Regions from separate parts of the Rattus norvegicus genome. Here region 2 is linked to region 1. A link is a contact called in public HiChIP or PLAC-seq data. All regions are on one chromosome and are shown on one strand. The core of a region is the stretch at or near the end of the contact, and the rest is flanking DNA. Distances in the headings are between cores, read along the strand shown. Region 1 overlaps LOC120103545 (a long non-coding RNA gene). Region 2 holds the start of Vcpkmt (valosin containing protein lysine methyltransferase).

Region 1 (3,236 bases), core at 226-2,725:
AGCAATTCAAGGCTGGACACACCCTGTAGGCTTTTGTTCTGTATGACCTAGAATAGGGTTCTGAGGTGAGGGGAGGAAAGAGAGAACTATGTGCAGCCACTGCCTTGGTTTCCATGTTTCTCTTGGCTCAGTCACTCTGGGGGAATGAAGAAGCTACCACATCCTGAAGACTCGCAGGCAGGGAGTAAGAGGCTGGGAGGAGCTGTGTCTCTGGGCAGTCAACCAGAAAGGAACTAAGCTTGTAGTGACCACATGACTGAGTTTGCAGGCAGATCTTGCCCCAGCAGTGTTGGTATAACTTCAGTCTCAGTGAATGATTCCGCTGAGACCACAGGCCAGAGCCACCAGAAGGCAAGCCAGGTTTCTAACCGATAGAACTGAGATGACACTCATTGTTTTAAACTGCTGAGTTTAAGAGTAGTTCACTATACAATGACACAAACAAACAAACAAACAAACAGGCATTTCCTTTCTTGGTTTTGCACTTTTCCTAGGGGAAAAAAGTGAATATATGCTTTCAACAGAGACCTCCAAGAAGGTCCAACTCCAGGAGATGAGACCCAGGCAAACGATCAGCTTGAAAGAAGCTTCCCTTGAGGCCTGGGGAGAGATTCACAGGGTTGGGACTTTTCCAGGCCGTGGGAAGAGTTGCTGTGGACTGTGAACTTATACTTACTCCTGAACACAATTTCGCGAACCTCTTTGGTGCAAATGCTAACCAGACAATTTAAGGACCTTGAAGTGCTGCAGAAACGGAGTTCCTTTAGTGCCCCCGCCAGCGGGGACCCCGACACTTTAGCTATTCTGAAACTTCAGAGAACAGAAGGAGTTCTCAGGCCTCTGGCTTTTCAATTGAGACAATTCCTGGTGATGCTTTTTGGAGTAAGGACTGAGCAGGCACTTGGTACTGATTCCTCATACACTCCCTGTGAGTCGCACCTCACCCTGTCTACCATACGAACACTTCCAAGTCAGGAAGGTTTCTGACATGAACAAAAGGCATCCCACAAGAATTCACGAGAGCACAATCCCACAAGGGTGTGTGCGCACAAGAACACAACGCCACTTGGTTTTTCTGATAAACTCACTCATTGGTGGGTCCAGAACTGCAGGCTCCGAGCTACTCACCTGCACATACCAAGATGAGCTCCTCCACCTTGCTTCCTCTCCAGGAAACCTGTAGCTAAAAGCATCAGTTTCCTGAAGTACTGCTGATCTAGGTTAAGGCTTTTCTCTTGCCTTTGAAGTGTAGATTCAGAACCTCTGGGGAGCTTCTATTTTAAAGGTACAAGAATAAGGCTGTTTCCTTCCTTTCAGAAGAACACAAGGTACAAACAAACCAGGAGGGGTGGAGGCGGGCTGCCTGGTCTGAGGTCAGGAGTCAGCAGCGGAGTGGAGAAGCATCCCTTTGCAATGCATGGCCTCGAAGTATGCAAAATCATGCCAAGTTAATTTGGTGCAGCTGGGGAGGATGGGAGGCTCTGTCAGAGTCTGTTGTTTGTGAGCCAACCACCTCATTTCTCCAGCTGTTAGAGAGAGAGAGAGAGAGAGAGAGAGAGAGAGAGAGAGAGAGAGAGAGAGAGAGCACTAAAGGAAACAAAGATGTAGAGGAAATGAAGACGTTAGAGCCAGAAGCCAGTTTCTGCCAACAGGAACAAGAGGGGCGATTGTGCTTCTCATTCAGTGGCAACGTTGTCAAAAGGCACGAGACTCCAATACGCGCTGAGACTGCATGAGGGCCCCTCCATGGGGAGTGCCAGATGCGACTCTTTCAGAACCTCAGGTCTCAGAAGACTGGTCCCAGAATGTCAGGGAGTGGCTAGTTTCTTGGTGGCCTCTCCAAGTAAGAGGAAATGCAAACATTGTGCCTGCTCTGTAGCTCTCTCAAAACCAGTGCAAATGCAAGTCTTTCTCAGTGTGGGTCACACTTTTCTCTCAATGTTAATTAAAAACAGTCCTGGTCTTGTTTCAGGAAAGATTCCCAGGACAGTAGCCAAAATCTTACCCAACACACACACACACACACACACACACACACACACACACACACACACACACCATAGTGTGGGTGAGGTGGGAGGGGAGACAACTACTTGATGTGATTTCAAGTCTGCCTGGAATTGTGCTGGAGTTAGGAGTCTGGAGATTTCTCCAAGGAAGAGCCAGGCAGCACTGGAGAAACAGCATGGCGTGCCTGCCTGCCTCAGCTCTTCCAGCACCCATCTCAGGCAAGCGCCCCAGCTTCTCTGAGTAATTGCCTCACAGTGGAGAAAATCTACCTCATGAGTCTGGAGCAGGACTCTAGGAAAAGGCCGCCTGTTTTGAACACAGAAAACACCTCTCTGGCTTGCGTTTAATTGAACTTGACCTACTCCATTAAAAACTCAACAATTCAGGGACAGTTGAGGAGTCCCATAGACTATGTGGCCTCCTGAGACCCCAGCCTGGCCCTACCTGCCTTGCTAGATGTGCAGACAGCTGAGGTGGACAGTCTGACTTGCCCTAGGTATTTCCGTCCTAGTGGAGTGATGCGGACATTTTGTTTTCTCCTTTTTCTCTCCCCACTTCTCAAGGATGGTGTCTGTATCCAATTCTCACAGCCTGTTCTTGTTATTGGTTATGGTGTGTGTGTGTGTGGGGGGTGGTTATTGGGTTTTTGAAATGTATTTATTTTTTATTTGTGTGTGCACACCTGTGTGTGGAGATCAGAGGACAACTTTTGGGGATTTGGTCTCAATTTCTGTGGAAAGGCAGGGTCTCTCTTGTTTTTGACATGCTGCACACACTGGGCTAGATAACCCTGAGCCTTCTGGGTACGTCTCCTGTTATCTCACTGTGGATTACAGGACTTTACCACTGCCGTGTGTGTGTGTGTGTGTGTGTGTGTGTGTGTGTGTGTGTGTGACTCTGTCTTTCTTGGTTATTGGTGGTTTGGATCAGGGTACACAGGGCACCCCCCACACACTCCCCACCCCCGTACCCCTGCCACCAGAAACATCCAGGTCATGGAACAAAGAATTGGACCAGGGATGCATGGGCGGTGGTAGGATTAGAAACTGAACTGATAAGGAAGAGAACGAGCTTCTCGAGAATGGAAGTGCTCAGAGGATTGGGGAAGGCCTGCAGTTCACGGGCCACAGCTCTGCTTCTCTGGCATGCAGGGGCTTTTCTGTGCGTGACGTGGTGGTGCATGTGGCCCTCGGAGGGGTTTCCAGTCTTCTTCTGCCACTGGTTTT
Region 2 (3,236 bases), core at 228-2,727, 68 kb after region 1:
ATGGTTAGCAGTCAATGGGAAAGGTAAGAAAAAAAAGGAAAGAAAAAACAAATGAACAAACAGAAGGTATCTTAGTTTTCCAGAATTTATCCAAACCGGAAAATCCTTTTAAAGTTTTACAAAAAGCCTCCAAACCACCACTCACAGGCCTGTATGCTTATCCTGAATTGTAAGATTGTGTTGCCCTTGATAATTTGTCTTCTCTTACTTGCCTCATCACCTACAGAAAAATATCCCACACCTGGAGGTGTGAAACTACGGAGAGCTGTGGGCTTCAGGACAACACAGTTCAACTACTAGCTGGCTTCATACTCACCTCCTCATAGTATATGCAGTCCGCCATTAATATGTAGTCTGGTGACATCAAGTCTTCTATGTCATCACCCCTTAAAAATGTCAAACATATGTCTTTAACTGATGCTCTGACGACTTAAAGTGTTCATTTTAGAAACGAAAAGCAGAAACTTTCCATCATATTAAGCATGCGTTGTGCAAAATGCCATTTAAAGCACAAGTAAGCGGTTATCTTAAAACAAGCTGAAAGGCCATACAAACCATTTCAGTACCTTGGCTTGAACAGAACCAGTCACAAGATGCTTGTTCATATTAATATTCATTTTCAGCAAGTCTTGTAGCTCCTCAAGATCAGTGACTATAACATCTGCCCTAAAAAACAACCTCGATTGAGGTACAGGCGCACGGCTGCACGCCGGTGACCTGACGCCTTCCCGCCGGTGAACTGATGCCTTCCCGCCAGCTCTTACCCGAGGGTCGCAGCCATGAGCCCCACGGCCCCCGTGCCGGAACCCAGTTCCAGCACCGAGCGCCGACTCAGAGCGTGGGCCCCATCGCCAGAAAACCCCGGCGTCTCCAGGTATTTGGCAAGGACGATGGCGGCGTCCCACACAACGCAACCCACGCCTCCGGAGCCGTACTGCTGCAGTCGAAGCGCGGTCCCATCTCGCTTCTCCAGAACCCGCACAAAGCTCCAGAGCGGATCCTCCACCTCCGGCTCCACGACGGACGGTATTCCCGCTCCTCGGCGGACGATATTCCAGCTCCTGCCCGCCACAGGCTGCGGTACGTGCTGACGTCACGCTCACGCAGGACCCGTACTTCCCAGCGGCAAAGCGGTTGTTCAAAGCGCATGCGTGACTCTCAAAGCCCGGAAGGCGGTAGAAACCCGCAGAATCTACCTGGGAGTGGCCCAGCTGCCTGCTACTTTGATCAGCTCTTTAAGCGCTCTTTAAGCAAACGACAGTGCTTTTTCCATAGCTCACTCACAGCTGTTGACTATAAATCTAGGCAGCTACCCAGGTCCTACCAAAAATGGTTACATTCAAGAAGTTTTTGTACTGTGCTTCTTTGTTATATGAGTGCATAAAAGTGGTGGCTTGGAACGTGCTACTTGCTTTTAACTGAAAAGAAAGGTTAATCCTCTAACATTTAAATCCCACAGAGCCAAAAGATGACCAGTAAGACCAAGTACCTGAGTTCCAGGACTCAGATAGTAGGAGAGACCTGCATGTTGGCTTGACTTTCCAATTGGATCTCTGGTATGCAACACACACACACACACACACACACACACACACACACACACACACACACGATAAGATATTCATTTTTCTACATTTCTTTCAGCTTTGTTGTTTTTTGTTTTCAGGATGGTCTTCTGGTATGCAACACACACACACACACACACACACACACACACGATAAGATATTCATTTTTCTACATTTCTTTCAGCTTTGTTGTTTTTTGTTTTCAGGATGGTCTTCTGGTATGCAACACACACACACACACACACACACACACACACACACACACGATAAGATATTCATTTTTCTACATTTCTTTCAGCTTTGTTGTTTTTTGTTTTCAGGATGGTCTTCTGTATCCCAAGTAGGTTCAAACTCTCCAAGTAGTTGAGTCTCGCTTTGAACTTCAGTGCTTCAGTCTTTAATCTCCCAAGTGCTGCGATTACAGGTGTTCCCCACTACACCCAGCTTCTTCTAGTTCTTTGTGATAAAAACGACATTGCAAGTCTTTTACAAATTAAGACTGAGGTGATTTATTAACCTTGTTAAGAACTCTGATGCAAAGCACAGTAGAAGGCCACAGACCAGTAGATAAACAACATGGCTTTTGGCTACTTTACAATGGGGGCTACTGCACTATCAGCACAACATACGTTGATCACTTTGAACGAGAGTATCCAAATGGGAAAAGCTTTATCCTGTCTGATTAAAAAAAAAATTTAATAAAGCTTTTAAAGTATTTTCTGTTTAAATATTACTAATCTGGAAAAACTTTAAAAATTTCAGTTAACACGAGATTAAAGACAGTTAATAGGTGTGAAGACAAGGCAGATGGCAGTTGGTTCTTATGCCATAAGAAACTTTTGTTCTGGACTTACAAATTAGTAAAATAGCAGATTGTATTATAGGCCTCAAGTCACTTACATTTATATAGGTTATTAGCATTTTCTTTAAATATATACAATATAAATAAACTGTACATATATGGCATATTAATTTTGTTTTCCCAAACAATAGGCAAATCATTAGCTAAAGACACCACACACTGCAAAACAAAAGGCACATCTTAATGAGATACATGCCCTTCTGTAATCAGGTTATACAGAGTTGTTTATAATCTTACCAAAATAATAAACACAGTGCATTCTATTATTTCATTCTATTTTCCGTTTTGTCTTCAGCAGCAAATACTGACATTTAAGACATGGCCTCAAAGAGTTTAAGAACAGTGGGTATTATTCATAATTCTCCTAGATGTAAAAACCAAACGAAGTTAAAAGCTAGAAGGTGGTCAGAGGGTTAAAAACCAGTAATACCACCACACATCCTCTGGATCTGCGTAAATTCATTGTCTTAAAAAGGCATCTATCACTCAGGCCTGAGAGCTCCCTCGAGGCTAGCCCCTGTCAGTGCAGTCAGAAACGTTCTCAGCCATGTTCTAGCAGAGTACAGTGCAATACAGATTCGTTATACTGGCCTTGGGCAGCACGGAGGAGCTGATCAGGCAGTGCTACTGATCCCCTGAGGGCCACGGTGAGGAGGGGCTTTTGCATTTTAGTATTTCAGATTCTTTTCTTTTTGTTTTGGTTTTGACTTTTTGAGACAAGGTTTTTCTGTGTAGCCCTGGCTGTCCTGGAACTTGCTCTATAGACCAGGTTGCTCTCAAACCCTGAAACCCACCTGCCTCTGCCTTC

What was found. HiChIP or PLAC-seq counts read pairs in DNA pulled down with a chosen protein or histone mark.
Region 2: an H3K27ac HiChIP or PLAC-seq map of oligodendrocytes shows a contact between it and region 1, with 5 times the contacts expected there. The contact joins the promoter of Vcpkmt here to the enhancer-like site in region 1. A contact is called at or near these places in 4 of 12 Hi-C or Micro-C datasets (the Rat2 cell line, Schwann cells, kidney and 1 more) and 1 of 1 datasets of contacts at active chromatin or transcription factors (oligodendrocytes).

The regions. Positions count from the first base shown.
Region 1 is chr6:93,708,841-93,712,076 of GRCr8, forward strand. LOC120103545 (a long non-coding RNA gene) reads left to right here. Exons shown (of 7, transcript XR_005505998.2): 7 at 1-1,995. Among named protein-coding and RNA genes, the nearest start is that of Vcpkmt, 68 kb to the right of the region's middle. Within about 2 kb of position 1,476, at least 35 of the 93 cell types and tissues checked have an H3K27ac peak or open chromatin away from gene starts, as enhancers often do. A contact at or near this core is called in Schwann cells and kidney, where this site is marked.
Region 2 is chr6:93,776,923-93,780,158 of GRCr8, forward strand. It overlaps Vcpkmt (valosin containing protein lysine methyltransferase), which reads right to left and starts at 1,478. Exons shown (of 5, transcript XM_063262661.1): 1 at 765-1,478; 2 at 556-661; 3 at 317-386. The coding sequence starts at 617. Sos2 (SOS Ras/Rho guanine nucleotide exchange factor 2) reads right to left here. Exons shown (of 23, transcript NM_001135561.1): 23 at 2,049-3,236.